4 separate regions of the Sus scrofa genome follow, and regions 1, 2 and 3 are each linked to region 4. A link is a contact called in public HiChIP or PLAC-seq and promoter capture Hi-C data. All regions are on one chromosome and are shown on one strand. Each heading gives the region's core, a stretch centred on a gene start, on an enhancer-like site or on the middle of the called end of the contact. The rest is flanking DNA. Distances are from core to core; before and after follow the strand shown.

Region 1 (4,894 bases), core at 1,231-3,730, 170 kb before region 4:
GTTAACATCCAGTTTTTATCATTAGGACACATCAAAAATGAATCAGCCCTACTAAAAGCCTCCAGAAACTTGTGGATGTCTTACAATTACCAAGAGAAAAAACTTTGTTTTCTTTCTAAAAGGAATTGAAAGATTCTCTACCCAAAGTCCTGTTTCTAAAGTTTTTATTTCAAGATGTGCATCTTCTGTCATTTCAAACAGAAAGTCACAAATTAAAATTGTTCTTAATTTATTCACAATCAAACTGTAATACTTCTCCTGATATAAAGAGAGAAAAAAACTACGAAACTGTCAGACTGGAAGGAAATAGAATAAAAGTGGCAAAGAAGGTTAGGAAGCATTAACATAGACTTTTGCTGAAACTATAGAAGGCAGTTTTGAGATCTTTTAGGAGAAAAACTACCAAGTTCTTCTGGAAAAGGTATCTTCAAGCGAGTATTCAGAATATAGGATTTTTCAGGAGCAATACTACACAATACTATGCAATATACACGTTAAAACTCTTAGGTGGCCTTTAACTAGAGGGCAATATATATGACTATTAAAATATTAGAGCAATTTTTAATAGTTTTCTAATTGTGTTCTAAACGTCCTATTACTGCTGTTGGGTTAATTTAAGATTTTTCATGTAATTCCTAAGCCCAATATTGAGCATTACCATCCAGCAAAACTACATGTGGGAATGTTAAAGCACAAAGTTTTTAGCCCTCACTGAAGAAATTTCACTACATCCAGTAGACATAAAGAAATGTAACTGAAGGTGAGACGCAAGAGAGGCTCTCAAAATTTATTCATTTAGCCCATACACAAGCAATGAAACAGCAAATTTTCATACATATATTACAGCTGTGCCAATTTCAGTGTTATAAAGCTTTACAAATTTGATCATTTGACGAGTAACTTGACAATAAAAATTGCTCTTGAACATAATTTAAAAGTTTATTAAAAGTAATAATTTTAAATGTAAACAAAAAATAGCCTTTTAAGTTTTCTTTGCAAATTATATTCAATTAAAGAAGCCTTCTCTAACTCCCTGACTAGGCACAGCCCTACCGTACTCCTTTTTAACACATGTTAAACAAATGATTACACAAATAAATGTTTATCTCCCTCTGGACTGCAAGCTACAAGAGAGCAAGGGCTGTTTCAATCTTGCTCAGCGGCCCCGGGAGAACCTCAGTAATTATTTGTTCAATGAAAGAAAAAACGGCTGCAAGTTTAAGAAAGAACATGCCTGTCCTCACTTTCTTTTTTTAATTAAAACAACTCGATTTCTGACTCAAAGTTATTTATTCAAAGTAACTTAAAAAATTAATAAATCAATAGAAACAACAACAACAACAAAAGACAAAAAAAATTAATAAATCTAGCTTGGTCTTTAAGTCAAAAGTCTCAAGCAGTTTACTGAACCGGATGAGCTTTGGGAAAGCAGGTACTATTAGGGAGAGCACACAGTAGGCGCGCAACATATACTCGCCAAGTGAAACGATTTAACGAACACTACCGTAAAACGAGCCAAATGAGATCCAATCTGGAGGCGATCGCCAACACACACAATTAAACGCCATCGTGCCCATGCTTGCGCTTCCCACTAACTGCAGTGAGAGTACTCTGATTTCCCTCCCTCCTTTGCTCCCCAGGCCATTTCAACATCCCAAAGCGGTAAGTTTCCAGAAATGGCTTGAAGGAAAGGAGAGCCAAAGCTCAAAGCAGCGAGCACGAAACTAGAGTCTTTGGGATTAAAAGCGTCCTTCCCTTCAATATCCTTTTCTTTTTCTCTCCCGTTCTACAAGTGTCAACATCGAGGCTGAAGTGGGGTCAGGAAATCGCCTCATATCACCATACGCAAGTTAAAAAAAAAAAAAATCACGGAGTTTATCAAGCTCATGACACATTGGACCAGAGCGACCAAGTCCCCCCCGACTGTGGAACCGAGGGGCTCTTGGATCACTCCATCTGAAAGGAAGCGGGGCTGCCCAGGAGAAGCAGAGGGACTGGCTACCTTGGAAGGGGAGGCGGCAGAGGGCCCCCGCAGAGGCGGGGTGCGAGTACCCAGCCAAGGCCCCCACAGCCGGTCAAGGAACGCGGGCACAGGCTCCGACATGGCCAAGAGAACGCGGCGCCACCCGCAGGTGCTCGGGCCTCGCCGAGACCGGGAAGAAGCGGCGCAGCCCGCTCTTCCCCGACCTGCGGCGGCCAGACAGGCCTAACCCGGTTCCCCGCCCTGCCCGCCTGCCCCTTCCTGCTCCCCGCAGCCCTCCCGCGATACTGGGCCAGCCGTTGGCCGGCCCGCCGCGCGCTCTGGGGCGAGGGCTGGAGGCGAGCGCGCTATACGCCGCGCACTCACCATTGTCAGCGCCGCTGCCGCCGCGTCCCCCCACTTCACTCTTCTTTTCTCAGGAGAACTCCCAGCCCGGGTTCCCTCCGCCCCGGCGCCCCGTCACGTGATCTCGGGCCGCGGCTGCACGTGACCCCCCCTCTCTGCCTCCCCTCCCCCAGCACAGGCCGCCTCCCGCCTCTCGCCCCGCCCTACTGGCCGGCCTGGCCCTCCGAGGCGGGGCGGTTTGGAGGCGCGGCCTCGTGCTCCACCCCACGGCGGAGGGGCGGAGTCATTGAGACAGCGTCAAGTGGGAGGGTCCAGGGCGGACATCGGCTTCCCTGGGGCTCAGCGCTTTGTTGTTCCTCCAGGGTTTGCTTCCCATACTACCGTCTTCTCTGAGGAAGTTTGAGCAGCTGGGAAAGAAGGAAGGATCAAGAAAAGGTTGGTGCGGGAGACACTCTCTGCGGGTGGGTTACTGGGCCGCGGAGTTGAATGGGAGTTGTTTCCCCGAGGTTCTGCTAGGTTAGGCTTCGAAAAGAGATGTGCTCTTTCAATCCGGGGATGAGGCATTCTTCCACTTTCTCGAACTCTACCTAGCTTCCTTCCTTTCCCTCAAAGAGCTTCTGGGTTTTGAGAACTAGGCTTTATCACCTCTGAAGAGACAAAAAAAATAGAAGTTACTACATCCATTGTTTCACGGATAACTCATGAACTATCCACGCCGAGGTGTGGAGGGCTCACAGATCATTTGTACCACCCTGCCTTTCCGTGAGGAAAGCTGTTCTAAAAAGTCCAGTGTGGAGTTACCTGATGGCTCAGTGGGTTAAGCAACAGGCGTGGTCGCTGCTATGGCACGGGTTCGATCCCTGGCCCGGGAATTTTTGCATCACTCGCTATCAAAAAAAAAAAAAAAAAGTCGGATGTTACTGCTCAGAAATACTCAGGCTTTAACCGCATCTAGATCACTGTTGTGTAAGCCTAGACCTGCCCCTGAGTGGAATTCTGTAGCATTTCAGATTTAGTGTTGAAGTACCATAGTGCACTCTATACAGAACCAAAGCAGGAAAAAAAAAAAAATGACAGTCCGAAGGCAGATTATCTCATCATAACAAAACACTGTCAAGTTTATGAGGCAGGGCCATAAAGTAAGTCTCAAATTTAAGAGGTTTGGAATATGTCTTGGTGTATATCGGTAACCACAACAGAATTAAACTAGAAGTGACAAAAAGATAGCCAGAAAATCCACAAATACTTGGAAGCTAAGCTACAGAGTTCTGTAGTTCTATGTCAAAGAAGACATCTCAATAGGAATTTTAAAATAGTTTAAAAGATATTGAAAAGACAACAGAATTTATGGGATACATTGAAATATTGTTTAGAGGGCAATCTGTAGCTCTAAATGCATGCATTTGAAAAGAGGAAAGTTTTATTTATTTATTTATTTTGTCTTTTTGCCTTTTCTAAGGCTGCTCCCGAGGCATATGGAGATTCCCAGGCTAGGGGTCACATCGGAGCTGTAGCCACCGGCCTACGCCAGAGCCACAGCAAAACAGAATCCGAGTCACACCTGCGACCTACACCATAGCTCATGGCAATGCCAGATCCTTAACCCACTGAGCGAGGCCAGGGATCAAACTCACAACCTCATGGTTCCTAGATGGATTCTTTAAACACTGAGCCATGACGGCTACTCCAAGAGGAAAGCTTTAATATGTGTAATCTTTGTTCACTTCAGGAAAGTAAAAGGGTATTTAGCATGTGGAGGGAAACAGAGGATACATGGGAACTTTGTACTTGCTGCTCAGTTTTGCTGGGATAAAACTGCTCTAAAAAAATCTATTAAAAAAATTTAAAAGTCCTCTCATATATGGTAAAATGATCTTTGACAAAGGTGCAATGATGACTCAGTGGGGAAAGGACAGTATCTTCAAGAAATGGTCTGGGGAAAACTGGGTATCCACATGCAGAAGAATGAAGTTGTATCTTATATACAAAAACTAATTCAAAACAGATTAAAGACCTAAATGTATGACCTAAGACTGTAAAACTCCTAGAAGAAAACACAGAAGAAAAACTTCATGGCATTGGACTTGACAATGATTTCTTGGCTGTTACACCAAAAGCACAGGCAACAAAAGCAAAGATAGACAAATGAGACTGCATCAAACTTAAAAACTTTTATGCATCAAAGGACACAACAGAATGAAAAGACACCCTATGGAAAGGAGAAAATATTTGCAAATCATATATGTGATAAGATATCCAGAATATCTAAAGAATTCCTATAGCTCAATAACATATATTCTTGTTCCCATCATGGCTCAATGGTTAACAAATCTGACTAGGAACCATGAGGTTGCAGGTTTGACCCCTGGCCTTGCTCAGTGGGTTAAGGATCTGGTGTTGCCGTGAGCAGTGGCATAGGTTGCAGACACCACTCAGATCCTGCGTTGGTGTGGCTGTGTTGTAGGCCAGCAGCTACAGCTCCCATTGGACCCCTAGCCTGGGAACCTCCATATGCCATGGGTGCAGCCCTAAAAAGACAAAAAAAAAAAAAATATATATATATATTCT
Region 2 (4,255 bases), core at 226-2,725, 140 kb before region 4:
TTTCATTTTCTTAGTCATTAAAGGTTTTAAGTTGTTTCATTCTTACTAAACAACCCTGAATGATAAAGAAACCTATCAAGAAATTTCCAAATGTGATGTTTCTCTGAGCAACAGCACAATTATTAAAATTCTTTGGCCTCTCTTTAAAATCTGAGAGGGTTTGCATTAACAATGTCTAACCATAATTGAATTGTCACTAAGAACAAAGTTTAAAAAAAGAAGAAAAAATACAAAAATTTACTCTGATTTCAAAAATAGCATCTCCCAGTGTCAGGGTGATTACAAAAATTTTGTATTATGTTAAAATTTGGGATTTATGTGGACACCTAGGGGTAGGTAATTTTCTATATTCCTTTTTTTAAAAAAAATTTCTGACTAGTTTTGCATATTCTTTCAGATAACATTATTTTATTTATTTATTTATTTTGGTCTTTTTGTCTCTTTAGGACCACACCTGCGGCATATGGATGTTCATAGGCTAGGGGTCCAATCGGAGCTGTAGCCATCAGCCTACACCAGAGTCACAGCAACATCAGATCCAAGCTGTGTCTGGGACCTACACCACAGCTCACGGCAATGCCAGATCCTTATCCCACTGAGCAAGGCTAGGGATTGAACCCACGTCCTCATGGATGCTAGTTGGGTTCGTTAATCGCTGAGCCACAATGGAACTCCAATTTTCTATATTCCTTTCTTGAGCTTTATTTATTTATTTATTTTTGGCCATGGCATGTAGCGGCTTGATATAGGATCTCAGTTCCCAGACCAGGGGTTGAACCCGGGCCGAAGTGGTGAAAGCGCCAAATCCTGACCATTCGATGACCAGGGAACTCCCTCTTGATCTTTTAAAAAAAGTTTTTTAAAATTTATAAACCATACATTTCATCCAAAATAAAACTGTACATTTCAATCATTATAAGAACTTATAAGGCTGCACCTGCCTCAGTTTAAATTTTTTTTTTTTTTTTTTGGTAGCAAACTTAACAAAACTCAGTCAGCGACCCTAAATCATTTTTTCTTTCTTTCTTTTTCTTTCTTTCTTTTTTGAGGGAGGCACCACTTTTCCAAATAGAATACATTCTGTACCTTAAAATTAATATAATCATTTGTGTGGACCCTGGGCCTTATAAGGAAAATTACAAAGGGACAAGATACCTGGGTCTTACCTTGAACTGAAGAATCCAAAATCAGGATGATGGCTAGAGCCAGGACAAGCCCACTGCACCGGAAGAGCACCTGCATTGTGACAGGCTCACTTTGGCTCCACCGCCTGCACACCAACCTTACAAAAGGGAAATGTAGCCGGGTGCTCTCTGTCCCTTTTAGAAAAGGTTCCAAAACCTCAAACCCTGCCCAGAACACACGTCACAGTTTCCTGAACAAATAGAGATCCACATCAAACCCCAGAAAGATTTAGACCAAAAAAAAAAAAAAAAAAGGGCAGCAAAATAACTATTCATACCCATTATGAAACTGCCCTGGACTCTCCCCAGGTCTTCTTTTTCAAAAGTTTTGTTGTTTGCCACTGGCCGGTTACAATTTTTTTTCCCCCTGCTAAACAGAATCATCATAAAGGACAGTTTGTTTTTTCTTTCTTCAGGTAACCATCTAAACAAGAGATTGCTGACATTAAGGGGCCTCTGCCCAATTGATGAAGTAAGGAGGCTAGATGCTGCTTTTTCACCACTGAGGCCATTCTGCATAATATGTTCTTGATTTTCTTTTTTGTTGGCAATAGCAGAAGTCACTGAGCCATGCTCAAAAAGTGAAACTTCAAAGCTGGGTTCTAATCTACAAGAAAGTGTTGTTGGATCTCAGATAACCAGTTTCTTCTTAGAGGACTCAGCTTCTCCCATTAGATCATCAGCTCTCCCTCTAATTCAAAATCTAGTGAAGATTTTCAGTTGCAAAGAACTGGATAAAACAGAAAAATGATTGTGCAGTCCTCTGCTCCTTCACACCAAGTATTTCTTATGATTTGATTCCATTTATACTTTGTTTTTTTTTTTCCTCCTGGTAAAACTTTTCAACTTGACTTTGGCATCCTCTGGCCTTTAATAAGCTAGAAGTCAGAAACAGGGGGAGGTTTTCCTGTCAGTGGGCTGCAGACTTCAGAAAACATACAAACCACTGCCCTCTGTAAATAAAGGAATAGCGTTTCCCCATCTCCTGGGGATCGTGTGCTGAAGACCGAGGGTCACAAAGCACAGGCTCCATATTTAAGCCACATAATAAACACAACAGATTATCACACTCCCTTGCCCTTGGGGCACACACTTTTTCCTTACTTCCACCCTCTCCATTGCAGCACATCTAACCCTACAATGTCCACTTTCCATTTTCATCCTCACTCTTGCCTGTCCTTTGACAAGAGGGAGGAGTTTCCTTTCTCTTGTTCTCTGCTTCCTGCTGGTTCCTTTACCATTTCCTGCTAAGAACGCGCCTCAGAAATTAATTGCTGAGTCGCCGTGGTGCAAGTCCACAAAGGTTTCCAAGAATGCACATTTTGACCTTCCTCAAAACCAGTTGGAAGTGTGTCCAGGGACTCTTCTGAGTGCAGTAAACAATCCGCAAACTCACAAATCCCGTGGGTTCCCCACTATGGAATACTGGTTTCAGCTGGAAATAACTCCCTCAACTTTGGTCGCTTTTAATGCTATCCTTTATTTATTTATTTATTTATTTTCTTTTTAAGGCTGAACCTGCGGCATATTAAAGTTCCCAGGCTAGGAGCTGAATCAGAGCTGCAGCCTCTGGCCTACACCACAGTCACAGCAACCCATGCTGCAGCTTGCAGCAGTGGTGCATCCTTAACCCACTCAGCAAGGCCAGGGATGGAACCTGCATCCTCATGGATACTAGTCAAGTTCTTAACCCACTGAGCTACAATAGGAACTCCTATCCTCCACTTTAAAACCATGGCATCAAAATAATATCCTTGTCAATAGCTTCAATAAATTCCCTGCAAAACCTCAGAGCTGATTACAGCTTGTGCTTTAAAATGGTAATTTTGGAGGCTTTTTCCATTTCAGTTCTTCAATTTTTAATTCTTTGGGTCATGGTGGGTTTTTTTAAAATTTTTGCAGCAGTCATAAGCATTTGCTCTGTTTCCCCTACGCTGACAACCAAGTTTTTTTTTTTCCAAATAGTCATCCTCCAACTTCATTTCCCTAGTCCTCTTCAAGCCGTAGAGGAGCAGGACACATGCCTGAGGCAGTCCCAAGTCCTGGGTCTGAGCTCACTTACCTGCTGAGAGATGCTGGGCCACCTACCCTGTGCTCTCCCATCGTTCTAGTTCTAAGGCTGGTGTAGGAAGCCAGTGAAAGGATGCCCATCAAAGCTCATGGCCGTGAGGGTTGAGTTGGCAGGGCAAACTCAAAAAGCAAAAGCTTCCTGCCCAAAGCTTCTTCCATTAACCAAAGGGGACCCCTATCTTTCTCTAAGCCTCCACCTCTACAAAAAGTTTTCCATGCTTTATTTTGTCTTTCTGCCTTTTCTAGGACTGCTTCCTCGGCATATGGAGGTTCTCAGGCTAGGGGTTGAATCGGAGCTGTAGCCACCGGCCTACGCCAGAGCCACAGCAACACTGGATCCGAGCCGTATCTGCAACCTACACCACAGCTCAGGACAACGCCGGGTCCTTAACCCACTGAGCAAGGCCAGGGATTGAACCCGCAACCTCATGGTTCCTAGTCGGATTCGTTAACCACTGCGCCACGACGGGAACTCCTAGTTTTTGATGCTTTTAAAAGAAAAATGCTAGGAGTTCTCGCCATGGTACAGTGGCTTAAGAACCTAACTGCAGCGGCTCTGGTTGCTGCAGGAATATGAGTTCAACCTCCAGCCCAGCACAGTGGGTTAAAGGATCCAGCATCGCTGCAGCCGTGACAAAGGTCTCAGCTGTGTCTGAATTCAGTCCCTGGTCCAGGAACTTCCATAGGCTGCAGGTGCAGCCATAAAATTTTTTTTAAAACAGATAAATTCTAGGCCAGATTTAATCCTTCATTTACCAGTCAAACTTAAATGCACCTATTTTACTTCACACTCATTTGATTTGCCTGTAAAACGGGTGTCCTTAATCCTTAGCAGTCATCTTGGAACAGAACGGGCATCAATTCCTTGCTGTCTAAAAGTGTAAGCATTGCTTTTCACTAGCTATTTTTGGCCACCACACCCACAGCATGTGGAAGTTCCAGGGCCAGAGAGCGAATCCGCACTGCAGCAGTGATTGCCAGATCCTTAACCTGCTGAGCCA
Region 3 (4,310 bases), core at 1,330-3,829, 210 kb before region 4:
GATCCGGCGTTGCCGTGAGCTGTGGTGTAGGTTGCAGACGCGGCTCGGATCCCGCGTTGCTGTGGCTCTGGCGTAGGCCGGTGGCTACAGCTCTGATTCAACCCCTAGCCTGGGAACCTCCATATGCCACGGGAGCGGCCCAAGAAATAGCAACAACAACAACAACAAAAACAAAAGACAAAAAAAAAAAAAAAAAATCTCCATAATAAGAATTACCTTATTATCCACTCCCAAAAAGATGCTGCAATGGCCATTTTCTTTGTAACTTTTTTTTTTCTTTTTTCTTTTTAGGGCCACAACTGTGGCATATGGAAGTTTCCAGGCTAGGGGTTCAATCAGGATTGCAGCTGCCGGCCACAGCCACAGCCACGCAGGATCTGAGCTGCATCTGTGACCTACACCTCAGCTTGTGGCAATGCCAGATCCTTAATCCACTGAGTGAGGCCAGGAATTGAACCCGTATAGTCACAAACACTATGTTGGGTTCTTAACCCACTGAGCCAGAATGGGAATCCCTCTACTTTATATCAAATGTTTAATACACATGATACTAGTTTATATTTGTTATCTTTACACTTTTCTTTTTTTTTTTTTTTTTTTTTTGTCTTTTTGCTATTTCTTTGGGCCGCTCCCGCAGCATATGGAGGTTCCCAGGCTAGGGGTCTAATCGGAGCTGTAGCCCCCGGCCTACGCCAGAGCCACAGCAACGCAGGCTCCGAGCTTCGTCTGCAACCTACATCACAGCTCACGGCAACACCAGATCCTTAACCCACTGAGCAAGGGCAGGGACCAAACCCACAACCTCATGGTCCCTAGTCGGATTCGCTAACCACTGCACCACGACGGGAACTCCCCTTTACACTTTTCAAAGTGCTTTGCCAAACATGTTATCGTGATTTTCACAATCCAGAGACATCAGCAGAGAAAATACTACTCTCTTTCTACCATTTGGGAAATGGAGAAAAGAGAAGTAAAATGTAAATCAGGCCCCTCCCTTAAGTGCTGTATGACTGTCACAAATATGCATTGTCTTTCTACTTAAGTCAATCTACCTTCACATCGCTAAATGTGTTATAATCAACCAAAAAAAAAAAAATACATATACATGTAAAAAAAAAAATCTTTAAAACAGCACCTACCATATTGACCAGAACAGTGCTTGGCACATAGTAGCATGTAACAGACATTCAGTAAGTATTTGACAGGAATAAAAACTGCCTACTTCACTGGGTTATTAGGAAGATTAAATGTCACATGCTTAAAACAGTATTTATCTCTAGCAAACGCTCCCTATTAGTCACTGCTATTTTAAAAGAAGAAGAAAGAATCACAGAGGTATTCTAGGCCTAAAGGGTAGCATATACTAAAGGCCCTGAAGCACAAGCTCACATCTCACCAATGTCGCTGAAACAAGGAGAGTGCTGTGCAATGAAGCCTCTCCAAGAGGTACTCAGGCTAGACCAGGCAGGGCCTTCCAGGCATATTAGAGATTGAAGCCCCCTTTCAACTGGGGACAATGGAAAAACACTAAACAATTTTTTGCAGGGGAGCAAAAGGATTAGGTCTTGCCACTTGCTGATGCCAAATGATTCCTTTCTCTCTGGGGCCCACAATGATCAGAGTACCTACCACCTTTGGGAAGCACACCCTTGTCATGCTTTAGTTTGTAATACAGTTGGTCATCTGTATGTGCTTCCTTCCTTCCCATGAGAATATAAGGTTCTGGAGTGGAAGAGATCTGGATATGAATCTGGTTCCTCTTGACAGCCACTATACAGCCTAACACTGCGTCTAGTTTGTGTAGGTGCCCAGTCAGTGACAAATAATCCTGAGCAAAGTTCTCCTCTGGCTTTTCACTGCCTCACTCCCTTGTCCTTTCTCGGGGCAATAGTTTTGAACCACCGGGGAGGAGAGAGAGGATGCTAGAAAATTAGTGGTCCACCTAACGACTCAAAAAACGTGAACTGCCCCATCACAAGAGGATGGGACAATGTAACCATTCAGAGAACAGCGAGAAGAACAAGGCCAGTTTCTGGCGCAGCACACTAAAGAATCAATGAGACACAGTCCCAAGCCTTGAACGGCTCCCAAACCAACAAGGGAGATGGACATTGACAAGCACAGTGACAACGCTCAAGGGGACCGCAAGTCTCCAGGGGAAGGAAGGACAGCTTCCTCAGCCCTACAAACACCAGCCTGGCCGCCTTCTCCAGCCCGTGCACTCACTCTTGTCCAGAGGGCGAGTTAGTTCGGCCCCGACGTCGCCATCCGCGCTGGGACCCTGAGGTTTGACAGTCAGCGGCACGAACAAGGACGTGTTCGGGGCTTTGGAGCCTCCTGAGGCGGAGGAGGAGGAGGAGGCGCAGGCGACGGCAGAAACGCGCCCGAGAGCCCAGGAAAGGGCGCAGTGTGGGAGCGAAGGGCAGAGCAGACGGCTGCCCGATGGCCAGCCTGGCGCCCGGCGGGGAGCCGAGCCCACAGCAGGGCACACCGGGGTAAGGACATTGAGGCCGCAGACTGGAAAGGAGGCAGGCTGGAGTAGCCTGGGGACACGGCGGCGGACAGTGACGCACAACGCCAGTGCCTACAGCCCGCAAAGACCCAGAACAGCAAAGCTGCCCAGGAAAACGCCCGAGTGCTGAAAGGCGGTTCATAAAGGGAAAGGAAAGCTTAGAAGTGAAAAATCAGAAAAGATAACTTCTTGTAAGTTCGTGCTCTGTCTCTCTCTTTTTATTGGAAATTGGAGCCAGCTTTCTTTAAAGAAAAGAAAATAATCAGGCACCGGTTGGGGATGTCACAGTTGAGAGGCGGGGCCTGCGAGGTGCATCACGTGACGGACGCTGGCCCTATTCAGAAGCACGTGGGCAGTGCGGCAGGGCTCAGAGGGCGCACCACTTGGAGAGGCACCTATCGGTGTAGTCGGCCTTTCTCCATGGCTTTGGGACTCCAAGTTTTCAAGAGCATTTCTGGAAAGTTCTTTGGGTTATTAACTTTGGTTTCCTAATGGAATAATGTTAGAGAACAAAACGATCTGCCCATCAGGATTGTTGCTAAGGAATTTTGTTCTGCAAGTGCTTAGGTAAACCCCTTGTTATGACCTGTGTGTAAGTAATTATACTCTAATATGAGCAATTTGTGTACATCCTCCTAGCAGCTGATGTATCACAACCACATGGCAAAAATATGTCCCTTGTACCTGGACCAAAGTCTAGTTTCTTTGGCATTCGTTGGATACTGTGTCACATTAGGTCGCTACATGTTAAATTCAAAAGATGCTGTTGGATTTGGGTTTTCCATATCTCTATTATTATACTTAAAACAGTAAGGTCTTGCAAGTTAAAGGAACAATGCACGTGATGTGTGATAATGTGTCAAATAGGATTTCAGTAACAGTTTGCTATGTACCTTTGATTCACAGAATACTTTTTAAACATAAGGGATTCAAGTAGACCAGCACCTTGCCCTCAGAGTTTCTGATCTGGTCTTAGTCATAGGCACAGTACCTGTTAAGCATTGGAAATACTTATTATTCTTAGGCTAATGAGAGTTCAAAGAACTATTCGTGCTGGAACTATGGGCCAGTTGTGTCATCGTTTCTCACCTCCATACTTCTAAACTATTATTGGGTGCCTAGTACAACTGCTGTCATAGCACTGAAACTATCATAATTGTGTCTTTAGAGTAGTAGTTCTCAAACTTCAGCATGCATCAGAATCATCTAGAAAGCTGATTTTAAAACAAAACTGTTGGGAGTCCCCTGGTGGTCTAGTGATTTAGGACTCAGAGCTTTCACCACCACAGCCCAGGTTCAATCCCTGATTTGGGAACTGAGACCCCACATCAAGCCACTGAACACGACGCCCACCGCCCCAGATTGTTGTGGCCCTACTCGTGGAGTTTCTGACCCAGGAGATCTGGAGTGGGGCCCAAGACTTTGAATTTATGTTTTCAGGTGATGTTGACCCTGCTAGTCCAGGGACCACAATTTCAGAACCACTGCTATGGGTTATAGTTCCTTCATGGTAGGGCCAATAAAATACCACTAAAGAAATACTCAGGAAAACACTGAATGTATGTATAAATACAGAAATAAGTGGACAGGGAAGGGAAGTGAGAGAAATAAAGATAACCCTGGTCGAAGGGAATAAAGCAACTTCTCTCTTCTTTGCCTTTGCTATTAACAAAACCTGGTTTATAAGGTTTCGCAACAGCAAATTTCTGTAGCTTCCCCCCCGCCCCACATCTTGCCTACCAAATTCTACAATCGGACATTTCTAGTATTTTTCTTTTCTTTTTTAGGGTCACACATG
Region 4 (4,461 bases), core at 733-3,232:
CGTTATTATCAACGACACAATTTGGGGGCATTTTCCAACACGTGTGCTTTCACCTTGCAAAAAGGTAAAAATCAAACAGTATGTTTTTTATACCATTTTTTGGCCATATGGAAATAAGCCTATACCAATAGTTTCATAAGCCTAGAAGAGAATGCCTCTTGGTAACTATACAATTCATGTTGGTCAAATAAGTGGCAAAATCAAATATTCACAAGGGACCTGGAGTTGCTCATGGGATTCTCCAACATGTTCCAACAACATACAGTAGAGAAAGTGATCAAGAACAAGTTAATTTGATTCTGATACACAAATGAGACCATGTATAGCCACAGACGGATGTTAAAATTTCTTTCTCTGCTAGAATTCCTCTTCAGGCAAAACGGGGGTTCATAATATTTGCCTTGCCTACCTCACAAATGCCAATGAGTTTACATAGACACTTTACGAATCAAAAACGTATAAAGACCCACAACATATCACTCTGTGAATAAAAAAGATATATCTAATTTAAAGGAAAAACAAAGCACATGTTACAAGAAAACGGAATGAGTGAAATCTCAGAACCAAACCAGACAATGGCTCCTGCTTGAAATGTCTGACCCTCTCCAACTTCTCATATTTTTGAAAACTTTGTATTACTGAAAACAACTGGAAAGGTGTTTTAGCCTCTATTAAAACCTCTCTAGCAGAGCCCCAGGTCAACTCCAGAAGTGAGACTTTACACTGAGCTGAAACCTGCCTCCCTGCAATTTCAGGCCTAGCCTCTGTCCTTAATCTCTCCCACACGACCCATCCTTCAGACAGCTGAAAAATAATCTGGTCTCCTCCATCTCAAAGCTTTATTTCTTTCATCCCTTGCTTCCATCAAACGAGGCTGGATTTCCAATTCCGGTGGTCTCCTTTGGAAAGCAATAGAGTATGGTCATGTCCCTTCTAATTTCAGCATCCCATAATTTAACAAGTTGCAAGGCAGGTAAACCAGGACCACTTCCTCCCCACCTGTGAGCACAAGTCTGCGCTACCTCGGCTTCCTACAACACCAAAACATTGTTTTTGTAGAAATTCCCCATCAAAAAGACCCAGAAACAGCAAGGAGAGAAAATTTTAAGTCGTATACAAGTTCAGGGACAATCTTTGCTCTCAGTGACCTTATCTCAGAGCAGAGACTCAGTCACAGGTTAAATCGCTATCTAAGGAAGTAAGAGCGGGAGGCAGCTATCGAGGTAATTGCACACGGTGTGCAGTTAAGCATCAATACATGTCTTTACATTTCCAAGGAAAATATGGCTAAAAATATTAAGAGGGACTGAACTTATCTTCTAAGGGCCGCTTCCCGGAAAACAAGTAGTACCTCCCTACTATGGTAAAAAAATGTCACTGCGGACGCCGCCCACGTGTGCGGATGGCCTTATGGGCTGGCCAGCCCCGCTGAAAGCTTTAAAGCCCTACCTACAATTCCCTCCGCGCACACTCACGCCGGGAGATATCAGTCTGGGCCAAAACGTGGGGGCCTAACCGTGACCGTTCTACTTTGCTCACCCGGTGCGGAGCGCCCAGACTCAGAGACCACGTGGGACACCCGGCCGGCTCTCCAGCTGCGATCGCCCCCCCCACCGGACCTCCGGGCAGTGCGCCCACCGCCCGCGGAGAGCACCGACCACTCTCCCGCGCCCCTTGGCCGAAACCCACGCCGATCACCGGCCAAGTCGGGTCCGCGCCTCGCGCCGCCAGCCCAGGCCCCTCATCTCAGAGCCCCTTGTCCTGCCTTGCCCCAGGTCCCTCGGCCCTCGGTGGTACCTTCTCATTTTGCTTTCGCGGCATCTCCACTTTTGCCGTGGCGGTTTCTGACTCCAAATCCGCGTCACTACGAAGTTTCCCCGGCATCACTCTGCACCTGCTGGGTAGGCCGACCGATCTCGTCAACCGCGTGGAGAGGAAGAGAGAGCCCAACCTTTTTAGCCCACCCAGCTCCCGTCACTTCCTGTAGCAGAGTTCATCCTGCGGAAGCGGAAGTTCCCCAGGGAGGCGGCGGCACATGTGGTTCCAAAGCAGCTGCAGCTCACGCCGGCTGGTGTGAGTTGAGTGTTTACAGTGCCTGAACTAGAAGCCACCCTCAGAAGGGTAAACGGAAGGAACCGCAAAGGTTGGCTTTATTGTCGTTAAAACACTGGCGAGATTTTCGCTAGCCTCGGCCTGATATTGGAAGATTTTTAGCTGTTTTTGAGTGGCGCCTTTTCAGTGCTTTATTTTAGATTGCTAGCCTTGGCAAGCTCCTTTCACGAGCAGATGCGCAGGACGTATATTCTTGGTTATCCTGTGGAAACGTCACACTTGAAAGGAGACGCCCAGACTCACTGGCCTCGATAGTAACTGGAGTTCTGTCAGGTCTGGTCATTACTGCGTGCACTCACCGTACCTCCCCCTGAGCATTCACCATGTCAGGTATGAGAAACAAGGCTAGGATTCAGCACAGAAGCCTTGCCTTCAAGACGTTTTATAGGCTGGGTGGAAATAGACGAGTGTCAGTTGTTTTGAAGGCACAGACAGGCAACTGAACCGGCCTTGGGGCCTGAAGAAAGGATCCCCAAACCACGTGGACCTCTATTAGAAAATACAGGGGCTCTCAGTCTTGCATAATGTGGACACTATACGAATTCAAGCAGTTGAGGAAAAGTGGTATATTGAATAATCTGTGACAGTATCGCTAAACTTCCTGTGAAGAACTAGTGAGACAAAGAACTGGGAGCCAATTCATCATGAAATCATTTTAAAAAATCGGTTGAGGGAGTTCCTGTTGTGGCTCAGTGGTTAACGAATCTGACTAGGAACCATGAGGTCTCAGGTTCGATCCCTGGCCTTGCTCAGTGGGTTAAGGATCTGGCGTGGCCGTGAGCTGTGGTGCAGGTCGCAGACGCGGCTCGGATCCTGTGTTGCTGTGTCTCTGGTGTAGGCCGGTGGCTACAGCTCCGATTGGACCCCTAGCCTGGGAACCTCCATATGCCGCAGGAGCGGCCCTCAAAAGGGAAAAAAAAAAAAAAAAAAAATCGGTTGAGGAGTTCCCACAGTGGCACATTAAGTTAACTGTCCAGCATGTCTCTGTGGAGTTGCAGTTTAGATCCCCCAGCAGGCACAGTGGGTTAAGGATCTGGTGTTGTCACATGTGGCATAGACTGCAGATTACAGCTGAGTCTTGGATTCCATCCCTGGCCCAGGAACTTCCACATGCCAACAGGTGCAGCAAAAAATGGGGTGGGTTGGGGGTGTGTGTGTGTGTGCGCGCGCGCGTGCATGTGAAATCTTCCCTGGCCTTGTAAACCTTCATCATCTTGCTCTGATTTTTGGATATGTTTCTTAATCTGAACCCGAGTTTCTCATGCATAATGGAGCTGGCAAAATTAATATAATGGACACACACAGACACACAAAAGAGCTCCCATTATGGCTCAGTGGTTAATGAATCCGACTAGGAACCATAAGGTTTCGGGTTCGATCCTTGGCCTCGCCTAGTGGGTTAAGAATCTGGTGTTGTCATGGGCTGTGATGCAGGTCAAGGCAGCTGGGATCTGCATTGTTGTGGCTGTGGCACAGGCCAGGGGCTACAGCTCCGATTAGACCCCTAGCCTAGGAACCTCCATATGCCGTGGGTATGGCCCTAGAAAAGACAAAAATAAATAAATAATAATAATAATATATATATATATATATAAAACGAATCAAAAGAGTGCAGCAGTACCTGGCACATACAGCACAGTAAATAAGAGCTATTAAAACTCATAAGCGTGTCAAGATTTGTGGAAAGACAATTCAAAATTAATCATTTTATGACAAAGGAAAATGCTGGAAGTTTTATTTATGTATTTCATAAGATTAATTTTACTGCACTTTTAATCTGACAGTTTAAAGGAAATTTTTTTTCACAAATTATTGATGTTTCACAGTTGTCAATTTTTTACCAGATAAATTTATATAAATATACAATGATGCTTTAACTCACACTCTGTGACATCCTTGAGCCAGGAGTTTTGATTTATCCATCTTTGCATCCTTAAGATTTTGGACAGTGCCCATTACACATTAGCCTGTCACTAGTAGTGGGGCAAGAAAGGAACCCTTTGAAGAAAATTTTAGCTGTATGCCCAGGCAGGAAAGCAGTTAGGAATCTACAGTCTCGTTAATAAACCACAAAATTTCATGAGACTGCTGCGCATAGTACAGGGATATTTTTATTACCAACAGATGTTCAACAACAGAGTAAGCCCCGGACACTACTAAATGGAATATTGTTGTCAAGGCTTATAAAGTATATAAATTCCTTGTAACATATCTGCACATAGGCATAACGCCAAAATTCCAAAAAGAAACATGCAGAAGGCCCTTTCTGGCTCAAAGGTGGCAAAGTTACCGTATTTCAACTAGTCATCAGTATAAAATTCAGTAACAAGTAGAAGAAATGGGTCTTTT

The links. Promoter capture Hi-C pulls out the DNA fragments that hold promoters and counts their contacts. HiChIP or PLAC-seq counts read pairs in DNA pulled down with a chosen protein or histone mark.
Region 1: an H3K27ac HiChIP or PLAC-seq map of alveolar macrophages shows a contact between it and region 4. The contact joins the promoter of VPS26A here to the promoter of DDX21 in region 4. A contact is called at or near these places in 1 of 5 promoter capture datasets (liver) and 1 of 2 datasets of contacts at active chromatin or transcription factors (alveolar macrophages).
Region 2: a promoter capture Hi-C map of liver shows a contact between it and region 4, with 3 times the contacts expected there. The contact joins the promoter of SRGN here to the promoter of DDX21 in region 4. A contact is called at or near these places in 1 of 5 promoter capture datasets (liver), 1 of 47 Hi-C or Micro-C datasets (skeletal muscle) and 1 of 2 datasets of contacts at active chromatin or transcription factors (alveolar macrophages).
Region 3: an H3K27ac HiChIP or PLAC-seq map of alveolar macrophages shows a contact between it and region 4. The contact joins the promoter of SUPV3L1 here to the promoter of DDX21 in region 4. A contact is called at or near these places in 1 of 5 promoter capture datasets (liver) and 1 of 2 datasets of contacts at active chromatin or transcription factors (alveolar macrophages).

The regions. Positions count from the first base shown.
Region 1 is chr14:72,208,072-72,212,965 of Sscrofa11.1, reverse strand. VPS26A (vacuolar protein sorting-associated protein 26A) reads right to left here and starts at 2,480. Exons shown (of 9, transcript XM_001925999.7): 1 at 2,348-2,480. The coding sequence starts at 2,350.
Region 2 is chr14:72,180,588-72,184,842 of Sscrofa11.1, reverse strand. SRGN (serglycin) reads right to left here and starts at 1,475. Exons shown (of 3, transcript XM_013990411.2): 1 at 1,167-1,475. The coding sequence starts at 1,242.
Region 3 is chr14:72,243,795-72,248,104 of Sscrofa11.1, reverse strand. It overlaps SUPV3L1 (ATP-dependent RNA helicase SUPV3L1, mitochondrial), which reads right to left and starts at 2,579. Exons shown (of 16, transcript XM_001928898.6): 1 at 2,383-2,579; 2 at 2,227-2,380. The coding sequence starts at 2,505.
Region 4 is chr14:72,037,506-72,041,966 of Sscrofa11.1, reverse strand. It overlaps DDX21 (nucleolar RNA helicase 2), which reads right to left and starts at 1,982. Exons shown (of 15, transcript XM_005657387.3): 1 at 1,798-1,982. The coding sequence starts at 1,884. LOC106508089 (a long non-coding RNA gene) reads left to right here and starts at 2,014. Exons shown (of 3, transcript XR_001304647.2): 1 at 2,014-2,442.